Linked DNA regions of Anser cygnoides: region 1 is linked to region 2. A link is a contact called in public Hi-C data. All regions are on one chromosome and are shown on one strand. The core of a region is the stretch at or near the end of the contact, and the rest is flanking DNA. Distances in the headings are between cores, read along the strand shown. Region 1 overlaps CHST13 (carbohydrate sulfotransferase 13). Region 2 holds the start of LOC136791594 (a long non-coding RNA gene).

What was found. Hi-C and Micro-C count contacts between places; a contact is called where the count stands out from the background.
Region 1: a Hi-C map of liver shows a contact between it and region 2, with 5 times the contacts expected there. The contact joins two enhancer-like sites. A contact is called at or near these places in 2 of 7 Hi-C or Micro-C datasets (both in liver).

Annotation. Positions count from the first base shown.
Region 1 is chr10:13,094,760-13,101,578 of Taihu_goose_T2T_genome, reverse strand. All of the region lies in intron 6 of CHST13 (carbohydrate sulfotransferase 13), which reads left to right. Among named protein-coding and RNA genes, the nearest start is that of CHST13, 27 kb to the left of the region's middle. Within about 2 kb of position 3,923, at least 2 of the 3 cell types and tissues checked have open chromatin away from gene starts, as enhancers often do. A contact at or near this core is called in liver, where this site is marked.
Region 2 is chr10:12,923,938-12,930,855 of Taihu_goose_T2T_genome, reverse strand. LOC136791594 (a long non-coding RNA gene) reads right to left here and starts at 5,676. Exons shown (of 8, transcript XR_010833898.1): 1 at 4,857-5,676. Within about 2 kb of position 1,260, at least 1 of the 3 cell types and tissues checked has open chromatin away from gene starts, as enhancers often do. A contact at or near this core is called in liver, where this site is marked.

The sequences.
Region 1 (6,819 bases), core at 2,674-5,173, 170 kb before region 2:
ATCAGCGGCTGTGCTGGAATAAGGCTGTCTTGTTCTGCACCAGGAACACCCACACACCAGCGTGTGCTGAAATAACTCTGCTCCTAAATAGCCGCTGAGCCAGTTATTTTGGTGCTGGGCTGTTTGTACTGCAGTCAGTAGCAGAGTCCCCCGCTGGACCTCCTGGAGGCAGCCCACGGTCTGTCCCCCGTTGGCTTTGGGGTCGGTGGTGACCCGTCTGTCCTGTTGGCCTTCGGCTGCTGCACTCCAGGCTCACAGACGTGGCCAAGGGCAGGATATCTGCACTGCAGGGAAATATTAAGCTGGTGCCAAGCACGCTGTCAGGTGGAGTTCACAAGCACCGCCACAATGGGTAGTTACGGGGTTCAACCGCAGCAGTCGTCTTCTGGCGTCTCCAGGCTCCTCCTGGACCGGTGGTGTGGGCAGGTCTGGTCCATTCCTAGGCAAACCTCGTGCGGTCTCAGCGTGGTGCTGGGCACGGTGTGGTCCCTCAGAGGGACTTGGTTGTGCTGGTGTCAGCCCGCAGCCATCCAGGAGATCCCACCTGGCACTATTGCCGTCCCTCTTCTGAGTTGATTTTCCTGTGCTGTCTCCTCCAGGGATGGTGTATCGTTAGCGGTGGCCACACTGACCTGCATGCCGTATGTTTTCGGCATAGAGGAGGTGGTAACAAGTAGTGGGGATGGATCTCTGACCATCCTTTCGTCTAACTCCAGTTGTAGAACGTCTAGACCGTGGTAACTGCAGGAGGCTGCTGATCCTTGTCTGCACCAAAGCTTTGGTCGCTGCTGGTCTGAGGGAACTGCACTGAGGCAAAGGGGGAGGCTGAGATCATTCAGTCTGCCCCCAGGAGATCCATGCGTAAGAGCTCCAGCTGTTCTGTTCTTACCTGGTGCTTGGTCTGTCAGGTACAGTGGCTTGTGCGTGCTGGAGGTGATGGGGGACATCGCAGGCAGACCTCACCCAGCAGCAGCCTGCAGGATGGGGAGCTCCCCGCTTCCTGTTGTTCCTAGCTCGTTCCAGTGCTGAATCACCTTCTCCAGCAAGAAGGAAAAAATCTCCTCAGTGTGGCTTTATTTCTTCTCTGGTTCTGTCCGACTGCAGCATCCAGCTGTTGTTTCTTCTTTTTAGCAGCACTTGCTTAACGCTGGCTTCTGCACTCCTTGTTCTTTCTCGTCCTGCTGTCAGCATGAGTTGTGGGACTTCACGGGGCTTTGCGGGTTAGCCTTACTCAGCTTCTGAGATGACTCCTGCGTAACGAGACACCACAATCGTAGTAGCACCAATGCCGTGATATCACTCCAACCTTTCGATGAGGAACCAGAAAGGTGCGGGAGCAGGGAAGCACCAAGGCCCCTCTCTCCATCTGGTCCACTCCTGCATCCACTGAGGCACCCAACTGAGCATCGCAGGTTGCTCCTGCCAAACCAAACAATGAAGCACGTGGCAAGAGGAACCCCTGGGGGCACGTGCACGTGGGATGGCTCTGCACCAAACGGCGGCGTTAACAGTGGGACGTGAAATAATGCCGAAGCTGGGAGCACCGGGAACTGGGGAGACTTGAGGCCTTTCAGCTCTGCCTGGCAGACAGCTACCAGCCCAGGCATCGCCTGCACTGGGAGCTGGCTTTGTGGGGCTTTGGTCATGTCAGCCAGGCCTGGCTTTCCTGAAGTGACCACCGAATGGCTTTTCTGGGCCAGAAGGTGTCTGGTTTTAACACCCACTGAGTTCTGCCTCCGAGATCTGGGCCTTCTGATCCTTGCAGATCTGGCCTTTCACGTTTTCCGAGCCATGCATCCAAGATGAGTGGTTGCTCGTGCGAGCTGTCAGTCAGCCCTGTCCTTCCGCCTACAGATTTGTCCCTTCAGGGCACAGATTACAGGCGATTTGCCTGGGGTCCTGCAGAGCGCTGGTGCCGGAGCCTACAAATGCACCTAGCCAGAACGGAGCCACTTAAACACTTAGGAATCAGCAGAGCTTTTCAAACCAGGGATTTTTTTTTTAGAACAGGAAAGAGCCTATTTTAGACCTCAGTTCCTCCCCATTGTTTAAAAGTATTTTGAGGCTGAAATTCAGGCATGGCCAAAGTCAGGGGTGGGCGCCCTCCCGATAAGCAGGGCTGCGCTGCCTGCGCGCCGGCCACCACTGCAAGCGTGGGCAGGGGTGTGAAATCTAAGAAGCCCTCTGAGATCGCGTTGGTTTTTCTGCTGTGTTTCTGTTTCGTTTGCTTTCGTCGTGGGGCAGTTTTGCCGGGCTCAGGTTCCTGTGAGGCAGCCGGTGCATGGACGCAGCGCTCAAAGTGCAGGGCGTTTGTCAGCAGCAGCGTTGGGCAACGCGGGCTGGAAGGTCCCCGGGTCTGCCACGATTGAAGATGGGGAGTGCCGTAGCCATGACCCCTGATGGTGGAAAAATCAGCCCAGTCCAGTGCTGGAAGCAGAGCAGTAATGAAGCCCATCTGCTCCCGAGCACCAGCCCTTCCATGAGGAATGTTTTTTCTCGTCCGTCTTGGCTCTGTACAGTTTCCTGAGAATCTCTGATACGTGCGAGAGGTTTGGGAAGGGGAAGGAGGGCGCTTGGCGTGCCGGGAGTTAACTCTGTGCCTGCAGGAGAGGTTCGTGCCTTGATGGCTCTGCAGTCCTCGCTGGCCCCGCATCCCGTTGGCATCCTGGCCCCACTGCCACTCTCCAGGAGCACCCTGCACCTGCACCTTGTGCTTCGTTCCCGCTCCCATTGATCCTGCAAATAGGTCTGTGCAGAAGCAGCTTCTGGGAGCAGGAGGACCTCGTTCCGTGTTGGTGCAGGTGGGACCTTCTGGTGATCCTCAGTCAGGTCCGAGGTGGGAGATGAGCACTCGTGTGGTGCCCAGAACTGATGCTGGGAAGGGATTGCTGCTGACACCAGTGGCTGGGCAGCCCCAGTCCTGCAGGGAGCAGCTCTCCCTGGGTACTGGGGCTTGCTGCTCGCTGGGTTTTCTTTCTTTAGCCGCTTCCCCGACAGTGTCTGAATGGAGAGCATGACAAGCCTTCCATCTTAATCCCAGTGCAAACACAGCTGGCTTTCCCAGGGCTTGCTAGAAGCCAAGAAACTACAAAGGCATTAGGTGCTTAACTCCCATTACTCCCCCTCGGAGCTGAGTACCCAAAGAAGAGCTTAACTCCCCAAATACCTCTGTGGGGCCAAGCAGGGAACGTTACACATCCAGGCTTTGAGACACAGCTGGGTGAATGCCCCAGACTTCCCCTGTTAAAAGGCAGTTAGAGGTCTGGGAGGGAGGGGGCATCTCATACAGCAGCTCTGGTGGCCTAAAAGGCCCGGGGTGAACATTGCCATGTCTAGGTCCTGACTTCGCATGCACCCCACGCATGGTGCTGCCCAGTGCATGTCCCCTTTTCCAGACACTCGTCTCCAGATGCTGGGATCCTTGTTTCATTGCTGGCTGTCAAGGTTTGCTCTGACCAGCCCAGTTTTCTCTCTGCTGCAGGTTTGCACTCCTTGCAATTCCAGCAAACTATGCACTTGTAGAGCTCTGATAAACAGGGATCAACTCCCAAACATCCCTTCTGCAGCCCCGTTCTCCTTTTCCCAATTGCCTTTGCCCCACCCTGCGAAGCCAAAATCTCAGGCTCAACCAAAGCCCAGCATGGGCAAAGGTGGAATAAAGAGTGGCTCTGCATCCTCAGGAGCTGGGTGGCCACTGCTTGGATAAACTCCTCTTCCTGCATGTTCTTCACGGAGATCTCCCAGCGTAGGAGGTAGCACTCGGGCATATGGTTTGGTTTTGTTTCTCTCATAGTTTTAATGAGCCAGGGAGCAAAGCTAATGCTATGTTTATTGTGTTGGAAGGAGAGCGTGATGCTCTGAGAGAGCACGCAGCCTGTATGAGAACAGGGAAGGAGAGGGGAGCCAAAGGACATGCTGTGAGAAGTGGATTTGTGCATTTCGGATCCACGCAGAAGCAATACCTGACCTTCCCTGGTGCCAAGTGCACAGTGAGCCCTGTGAGGTCCGGAGGCTTGGAGAGCCAGCCAGCCGGCAAACGGGGGCTGCAGTGACGCTGGGACATCTACGGAGGCAGCGCAGTTGGTTTCAGCAGCCACCAGCGCCTGGTCCCCAAGCCAAGGAGACCTCGTAGCCAGATGAACCTGGTCACCCCGCCATGTAACAGCCCCAGAATCCCTGCTTCTCTCACCGGGCTGACTGGCAGAGCCCAGTGTTGCCCTGAAGTGTGCTTTTTTGTCCGACCGATGGCCTGAGCCCCGCAGACAGGACAGCAATTGCAAAAGGCAAACACACTGCCCTGCCTCGTGCACATGTTCCCCTGCAGTCGGCAAATACGTCTCAGCGCCAGCCCCAGGCATTGCTGTGACTCGCCCTGGGCGGCTGCCTAAAAACTGGCCTTTTTCTATGAAAAGTTGGGGAAAGGCTGGGCGAGCGCAGGCCCGGGGTTTGGATCCCGGCCACCCTATCGGAGATCTGGCTTGAAGCTGACCCATGAAGCTTGGCAGCACGTGGATTTGGGGATGTCTTTCTGCTGGTTTGCTGGGGACAGGTTAGTACAAGGGCCGCAGCTCTCCCAGGCAGGTTTTGTCTTCACCTGGCCTTCTGCAGCAGCTCTTACAGGGGCAGCTGGGTGAACACGCTTCCTGAAGCTCCCTGCCTCGTAGCACTTTCCAGCTCTGAACTTATGAAGACTCGCAGACAAAAATCTGCACAAGCCTGAATTTTGTTTCTAGCTAGACAAGATCGTCCTTGCCTCAGGGAAGGAATTCAAACTCTGCTCGAATCGCACAAACCCATGTCCCTCGAGCTTGCTGGGATGGCCCTGAGCAGATTTCTCCAAGCTGTCCTGGGGCCAGCCTTCCTTGGGCTGCAGGGCAGGGAGGTGCCCAGCCTGGAGCCAGCCCGAGGGGAGCTGCAGCAGCGGGGCAGAGGAAGGGGCTGGCTGGCCTGGCTGCTTCTGCTTTTCCCATTGAGCCCCGGAGCTCCTCATACTTGGATGAGCTCTGATTAGATAAAACTGTTGTACATTTTTGGGCGGGGACCGATGGGAGTCGGTATTTCCTGGGAGAACAAAGCAGTTTCTCTCCCAGCCAGTTGCTGCTGCTGCAGGTCTGACACCCTCGTTCAGCAGCTACATCCGCAGCGGAGGTGGCTCAGCACCGTCTCCCCGTACAGGAAAGCATGGCCACACAACCCACATCCTTCAGCAGTTCTGCGCTGAAGTGAAAATCACCATTCAGCATTTAAAATGGCTGAGAACTTGGTTTAGAGGGTGCAAAGCTTGTGGGCTCAGTGTCTGCCTCCTTGTGCTGTCCCAGTTGCAGGCTCCGGTCCTTTTCCCTGCAGTGGCAAGAGCTTACTACAGCTACAGCTCTACAACCATTCGCAGCACTGTGGAGAGCCCAGCCTGGCTCCTTCAGACCCTATTTGCCTCCCTCTTTCCTCTACCTTCCCTCTACCTTATCAGTTACCATCCCCAATGGCCTGGGGCAATGAAGGAGAAATGCCTTCAGGTTCCCTGCAGCACTGCTTGGCCGGCACCGAGCCCTGGGGGCAGGTGTCCCGTCGTGAAGCCGTTTCTGCAGCTGGGAGATGCTGCAAACCACACCGCCCTGGCGGGTGTCATACTGGGACGGCTGTGTTACGTACATGACCACGTACACAAACCGCGGCTGAGCGCAGCCGTGCTGAAGAAGCGCCTGATGCCGATGAGAGCCAGGTTCTTCAGAACGGGACTTAATTTTCAAAGAGTCCCTTGGAGCATTATTCAGCTGGATTGGAAGCTGCTTTCTCCCTGGAAAGTCTCTTTTGAAGGCGGCACTGTCTCTGTGGTGGCTGAAGTGGCAGATAAACGACTTGGCAGCTCTCCCTGTGGTGCGAGCGCACGGCAGCCATGTTCTGGCTGAAGTCTGGGCCCTGCACGGCAGCACACAGGGCATGGCGTGCCCCACAGGCCCCATCCCATCTCTGTGCACAAAGGGACACCTCGGCCACAAGTCCTCATGTCACAACAGCTTATTCTTCTCCTGGGAAGTGCCAAAGTCTAACAGGCCTCCATCTCCTGGCAATTCTAGCCCTTCTGCGGGGGGGAGCAGCGGCAGTGGGCTGGAGCCATCCGTGGAGCGGTGTCTGTGGGAGCACGGGGCTTTTTGTGGGGATTTGTCACCGACATGAAACCCGATCCAGCCAGATGTTGCTTTGCTGCCATGGGATAGTGACCTTGCAGCAAGGAGGGCAGTGTTGACACGAGGTTCAAAGGTGCTGTTTGTTTGGATCCGCTGGGCGCGGGTATCTCTGGGGCTCCGGAGGGCTTCCTTCAAGGCAGGGAGCTGGGAAATTAGCACAAACTAATTGGAGGTCAGAAGCTCCTCGGGAATTCCTGTTTTCTGTCGTGATGCAGGCGTGCAGCTCTGCCCCCTCCCCTGGCCATGGGAGTGGATTCACATGGTCACGTTTCTCCGTGGCATGGGAAGGTGGCAAGTTCAGTCCTGCAATCATCTGCAGAGCCGGCCCGTTCCTTCTGGCAAGGGTGCAGTGGTGGCGTATTCACAGCTGGGTCGTTTCCAACTTTGCTCCTGGCAGCACTGAAGAGATTGATTTCCCTTTAGCTTAATAGGGCCGGCAGACGCAGGCACCGTGAGGCTGAAACAAGGCTGGCCTGACTCCAGAGGAGTTGTGCTTCGATTGCCCATGAACTGCTGGTGGATGGGTGGAGGTGCAAGACTACCAGTTCCCTTCCTCCTGAGGTCTCCATTAGACCTTGCTCACACCCTGCATAAAGGAAAGAGATGTCTCCAGAGCACCTGCTGCTAACAGCCA
Region 2 (6,918 bases), core at 11-2,510:
GAAAAGTGCATACTGCTCCCCCTCTAAACTCTGGACCTCTGCACATGTCAGAGATGGAGATGCAATTGCCCAGACATAGCAATACAAAACAATAGTTGTCCTTGAAAATTAGAGAGAGGAACTCAAACACAGTGTTAAGAATAAAATTAATAGAAGGCAAGAGAACTGAAAAGTTTCTACTGCTGCAAAACCAACTAGCCAAAACCTCATCTGGCATTAAATGGCACAGCTGCAGTGTATTTAACACGGCAATATTGATTTACACCAGCTGAGAAGCTATCCCAGAACTTGTTTGTAAAATAAGATCAGCATTTAGGGTAAGTTTCAAATGCTTTAAATCTGGGAGGGCTCAAAGAAGAAACGACCTTCTGGCTATAAGTTGTATTTGAAAGGGACAGAAGGCAAGGCAGCTGAGATTTGGCATGGTGCTGCATTCAAGCACATGCTGGGAGGAGATGCAGATGAAAGCTGTCCTTCTAAAAGTCAGTTTGCATCGCACTTCACTCACTGGTGCACAGCAGATTGAAGAGGGCATGCACGTTCTTGTGCCAGAATTACATTGCGTACAACGATAACTCACCAAGAAGAACAAACGAGTCTGTTTGCTTTCTTGAAACAGCATCACTGAATGGCTTAATGCATGTCAGAAGGGCAAAAAAAAAATACAAGTCTTTTTTTCTCAGCTGTGCGCAAGAGCCGATGGATTGGGATGGGGTTGTGCAAGGATTGCATTAAACCCCACGGTACATTTCCAAGCCTTGTTTGTCTGAACAATTGACTCTGAGCACAGACACTTATCAATAGAAGCCTGAACAAATTTCAGAACAAGCTTTATTTTATTTTTTTGCTGACTTGAACATCAAGGTGTTCCAGGGTTGCAGTTGCTGTAGCAACAGGAAGGAGCTTATTAAATGATCAACCTGAAGGCCAAAGCTATCAGAGCTGAAATGACCAAAAGTTAATGTTTAACCTAAATCCTCTTATTTGTTTAAAAACATGCAGCTCACTTTGTATTAGCGGTTGCCTTGTGGAGGTACTTCAGAAATAGCTGTGCAGCCATGAGACCATTGAAATTTTCATGTGTATCCCAAATAACGTCCAAATCCTCAGTGGCACAGGCTCCGACAGCTGCTTCCTACCAGAAATCATGTAACACCAGACTCAGGCAGGGAGCTGCTTCCTCTGATCTTTTAGGTCTGACAATCACTTGAAACACATGTCTAAGGATGTTCTTCTCAAAGATCTCCACAAACTAATGGCATTACACATTATTTTAAGAGGTAATGAGAATGAGCGTGAATCATTTTTAACCTCATTAGAGTCTGTCCTTTGGACAACTGTTCTGGGATGAGTTACGCTATGCCTTGGGCCCAGCAAGTAGAACCAAATGGAAAGAGATTGCTGCGGCAAAATTAAGTGACCCATCCCCTCCTATTGCTTCAACATGTCTAGCCTCCCTTAGTGCTTTTTCAAATGTCTGGCAGGTTATTCCTTTCCCAGCTTTCAACATGAACTTTTCATCAATGAAAATCCTGTGAACAGCCAGGAGGGACCCCTTAGCTGAGGCTACTTTATGCTTGCCCTCCAGCTGAGCAAGGACACTCCAAGGAAGGCTGCAGAGATACCTCACTTGGTCAGCTCCTATTTCAGGATCAAAGCGACACATCTTTGGCAGTCATATACTGAAGGAGGACTTCTGTAGACCACTGCTTTCAGCAATTTTCTGCAGTTCTGATCTGCCCAGACCAGGTCCCATGTGTCTCTGACTATACCTATCCCTACTGGACACAGCTCTTAATGAAAATTAAAAGGAAAAATGCTTCTCTACTTCCTACTCCCTAACTTAGCTCAAAAAAAAAAAGTTATGTCTGACCTGGAGATACTCCTCTCCCAAGAGGGAACTGCAGACAGATCTCAATTGCAGATAGCAGTCGCTATCACAACACATTGTAGTCAGGAAAATCACCATGTAAAATAAAGCTGTGAAATATGATAATACTGACCAACAGTTTCACAAAAACAATCTTTATTGCCACTGCTGGTGGAAGAGGGGAACCCAAAGCTCTATAAATACATTAGAGGAGCTAGGTCCAGGTGCAGCTGTCTGTCATGTGCTCAGATCATGCTTTGATGAAAGCTTGTCATCACCTTTGCACCATTACAGCTGGAGGTAGTTGATGGGAAATTTTGTCTTAGTCTAATGCAAAACAATTTGTTTAATTATAAGGAGGTATCATCCTTGCTCGAGCTGTTGGGTCTCACTTGCAGAGCTAGGAAACTGCATATAAAGACTTGAGACACCCAGACACAGTCCTGAAATTTGCCACACCTCAACACATCCCAGTCAGATATTACCTTGCTTGCTTTTTGCTATCCTTCTGTCCCTCATTCAGCATGTTCCAGCTGACCTTGTGAGGGGGCAGAAACACAAATGGGACAGCCGTGCACCACAGCTTCTAGCAGTGAAGAGAAAGCAAGAGGAGCCATCAGGATGGTCACATCCAGTTGTTTTTGGTTTTTTTTTCAGCTACCTCTATCCTACAGCAAGCATACCACACTCACCATCAGGGCAGCCCAACACACACACACACACACCCATAAACCCTACACCAAGCACAGTCATTTTCAGCTTCCTCCCTGCCTCCTTTGTCCTTTCCCCCCACGTTACAGCTCTGCCAGTAAACGAACACAGGTCCCACCAGAAAAGGTTCACTGTGGGTCACCTCTACGCTGATGCTGAGAAAGGACTGCTCTGCAAGGCAGCAGAGATATTTCCACAAGGGTGAGGATTAGAGCACATGCTGAGCCATCCTGCGGAGGAACCCTCCAAGTGGTAAACCCCAGAACATAAACAAACCCCACCAAAGCTCAGCTTCACTACTGCACCATCCCCTGGCTGTTTTCTGAAACCAAACTCCAAGGAGGAAGCGCACTTGGACTTTGCATGCATACAGTCGGCGTTGAAAGAGGCTGGGAAGGATGCCTGTGAGTCCCTTCTCCCAAAAACACTGCCCATGTTTCAATCTAGCTGCAATCTGCAGACCTGCAGCTGTCGGAGTCAGCTCTCCCCGTGCTTGGTAATCCGAGGCTCTGCAAGCAAGCGCTCACTGCTTGCCTCTCCTGCCTTCCTAAGGCAACACTTGCTCAGCAAACACAAATATGTTTACTGTGGAAACTTTGTACTTGCCTTACTGCCCTCGCTCTTTGCCAGGTGTTTTTCTTTTTATACCCACAGGAGATGCAGAGCCATGTTCTAATATAGAAATATAGATTCGGGTGCAAGTGTTTATTAATAAACAGGTGGGCAAATCTATTTGCTTACTGCCTCATTTGAGTGATTTATTCAGTTATTTTTAGACATCTTAGACTCAAAGCAGCAACATCAGGGACTGGCTATTGTAATAAAACCAGGCTACAGCCACAGACTAATTTTTCCAGAGAATAAAAGATAAGTACACACAAGGGCACCCAGCACCAGTTAGCCTTTTTTTTCCCCTCTCACCAGCTTTAAACTGGTGTTTTCCATGATGTTGCCCTGAACTGCTGGGGATAATACAACAGGAAATTCAGTGGTTAGGTAGACCAGAATCTCTTCTAAGGGCTGCAGTACAGAATCACGTCTAAGTGTCCTGGTAGTACAAAAATATACTGCTCTAAGCAACCATATGTATAGAAAAAGAGTTATGTATGTACACGTATGCGTGAGCATAAGACATCAAATTTTTATTTTCTGACTTTAAAAAGGAGTTTGAGATACTACTTTAAAGGAGTTTGAGATACACCTTAAAACCCACTAATATCACTTGCAAAGTGAAAAAAAAAAAAGTGCAAAGCCTCCTGTCCTCAGGGGACTGCTCTCACTTCCTGAGGGTGCAGTCCTATATGGACCTGAAAAGAGGGGACCTGAAGGAATGTGGTCAGATGAGAGAAGGCTCATGAGATGGGGCCCAAAGAATTCCTCAACTATTACAGGTGAGGGTCTCCCAAAAGATTTCACTCTGATAAGGCTGTTCCTGGGCCCTGCCTCCCTCTGCCCACTGTGTGGAGCCTCCCTGAGATGACTGTCATGGGCTTCACGTCCCCCAGGGATGTGGGCTCAGCTGAACTGGCATTTTTGCTGTTCCTAGCATCCTCCTGCTAGCCTGCTGCAATAAGCAGAGTTGATTGTTGACTTCAGCCAAATAAGCAAGCATAAATGCCAGTAAAACAAGACATTGCATACATCCCTCATCTGGAAGTTATTTTTGTTTGTATTTATGTTCCCGCATGTTGTCAGGGTGATGTCTGGGCTCAGGCCCACATGTGGAAAAATCTGGACTGTGCCCTGCACTAGGAAACTCTCTAGCTCAGAGGCTAAGTTGCATTTGCTCCTCCCCACTTCCCCAAAAACAGCCTATATGCTTGCCTTTAAAGCTCAGCGTACAGCCTCCTCTATCCCAAGAGGAGGAAAATAAAGAGTTGAGAAGAGATTTGTTTTCACAGTATGACAGTGGAGCAGGAGGAAGTCCTCAATTCTGTGCCAGGAGAAGAGAAACAAGCACACGTCCAGACAGGAACACGATCCCCTAAGTCACACTTCAGGGTGCAGCCTAGTTCTGGCCACCTGAACAGAGCCAGGGGTCGACCTTACGTCCCCCTGGGCTAGGCCAGGCTCAACCCAGGCCCTGAGTTCAGATACCTTGGTCAGAACACCTCAGCTTCCTCCCAGCCAAGCACGGTTCATCACTGTGTGGGCTCAAACACAAGAGAACAGTGTTTACCCTCAAGCCACTTTCACCCCTGCAAGGACCCTCTTTTCCTCAAAAACAACCTCAAGGGGTTCAACTATGTCAGTGACGCCTTCCCCAGCACATTACCTGCTGAAGGCTCGTTCCTCAAAACATCTCTGCACAGGCCAGCTGCTCCTCCCTGCAGACTTTCCTTGAGTAGTCTTGGAGAGGCCTGCACCCAAATAGTTACCCCTGGCCTGCCACAAGCACCCCATTACCACCCCACCCAGCCCCTGAGCTCCTCCCCTTACAGGGGCCTGGAGGTGCCCTCTGCCGAGGTCTCTAATTAGCCCCAGGCCCTGGGGGGAATCACGCATCCCACCTGGGACCAGCCTGAAGTCATCAACCCTGAGCAGGGAGGTGCTCAAGCACAAACAGGGTAAAGCCAAGGCTCTGATAAATTCAGTAAGACTTTAGCCTTTGCTGACAGAGCCGAGACTTCCCTTGAGTGAGACCATTTTTTTGTCTTGGTCTCCGCACTCAGAGCCTGAATGGGACGGGCTCCAAATCCGTGTTCTGCTTATCAACCTGGCAGCCACAGGCACGTAGATCAAACACGAGGCAGGACGTCAGGTCTGCAAATCACGTTTCCACCTCTGTCAAGGCGGCCACCAGTGTCCCTGTGTCTGTCTAACAATGTAGGGGAGTTAAAGCCACTGCATTGCCTAAACAGTATCTCTGACCAGAGAAAGCAAAGCAAGGTGGAGGGTACAGTTTAGAAATGACTGAGAATATGACCTAGAGGATCTGAACATCTTTTCTCTGCAATATTTTCTCTTTTCCCTCATGATGGTAGCTGTCACATTGCAACGCTAGTCAGAACTATCACTGTGTTGTGGCTGCCTCCAATTAAAGGCCCTAAAAACTTTAGCTGAGTCTTCACATCTCTTCAGTGTTGCATTTGCCCTGGAATATTAAAAGGGCCTTGTCATGAAAAATCATATTTCTGGGGTTGCTGAAAAGTGAGGGAAAAGTCAAATTCAAAGATAGCTGCTGAGGTTTGAACAAAACCAGACAGTTCTCCTGAAAATTCCCATATGACAAAATATATATCTGAAAAAAGAAAAAAAAAAAAGAAGAAGAAAAAAAAAAGACAAAATCTGAAGCTTATTTGACAGGAAAGTTTTGACTGGTGGAAGACCTTGACCAGGCAGGAGAGAGGAAGCTCAGAGAGCAGAGACAAAGGGGTTATGGAGAGTCGTCCACTGCCTGTACTAACCTTCGTGACCCATGGTCCCAGGGCTCCTCCATTAGTGTGGACACAGATGTGACTCATAAGGGCTCTTCAAGGACAAAAGTTGAGAGAAGCGCTTTCACTGGATTGCACTCCTTGCTCTCGCTGCATAGCTGCATGACCTCAGTAAGTCCCCAAACAACACCTCACTTAAGTAAAACCCTCAGCAGGCTATGAAGTTTTGCATACTTTTGTCTTTTACATTAGCTTATCAATAGAGCTTTTCTGGTAAAATCAAGACATGTTCAGTTCACAAGGGAAGCCTCAGTGGCAAGAAAACAAGAAAGGAGCACCATTTCAATGCAGCCAATTTGAGGGACCAACCCAGTAGCTCTGGGACCTGAACCAGGACAGCCAACATCCCCAGTAACTGCCTGCCACCACATTAGCAGTCCAGCTCTCTCTCATGCTCCCTCATATCTTCTGGCGAACAATTTTGGCATTTCCTAGTGAAATTGAATTTTTTTTTTTTTCTGAGCAGCCCTAACTGTGCTTTCTTTGTCCTGCCCATCTGATTAAACTGCCTGCCTCTACAAATACACTGCATCTATGTCACAGAGACCCTACTTATGAGGTTTCTGGGTGGATTACACGTACCTAAGTAGTCACTATGAACAAGGCAGGCAAAAACCTGTTTCTCAGCAGCACATCTCTCTAGCTAGTGACTAGTTATTTGTTGATCCAATTAACTGCCTTGAAAACAATAATTAGCACTTATCACAACAAAGAGTAGAGTTTATTAATTCCAACACAAATTATCTAGTTGCAGAAGTTGAATAAAAGATCAGAATAAACAGCAGAGATTAAATTGGACTAGATCTTCTGTACCAACTTTCAAAATGAGCACTCTTACACAATCCAAAATGTTTGTGTTAATAGATAACAGCTAGATAGATAGCTCACATACAGTACATC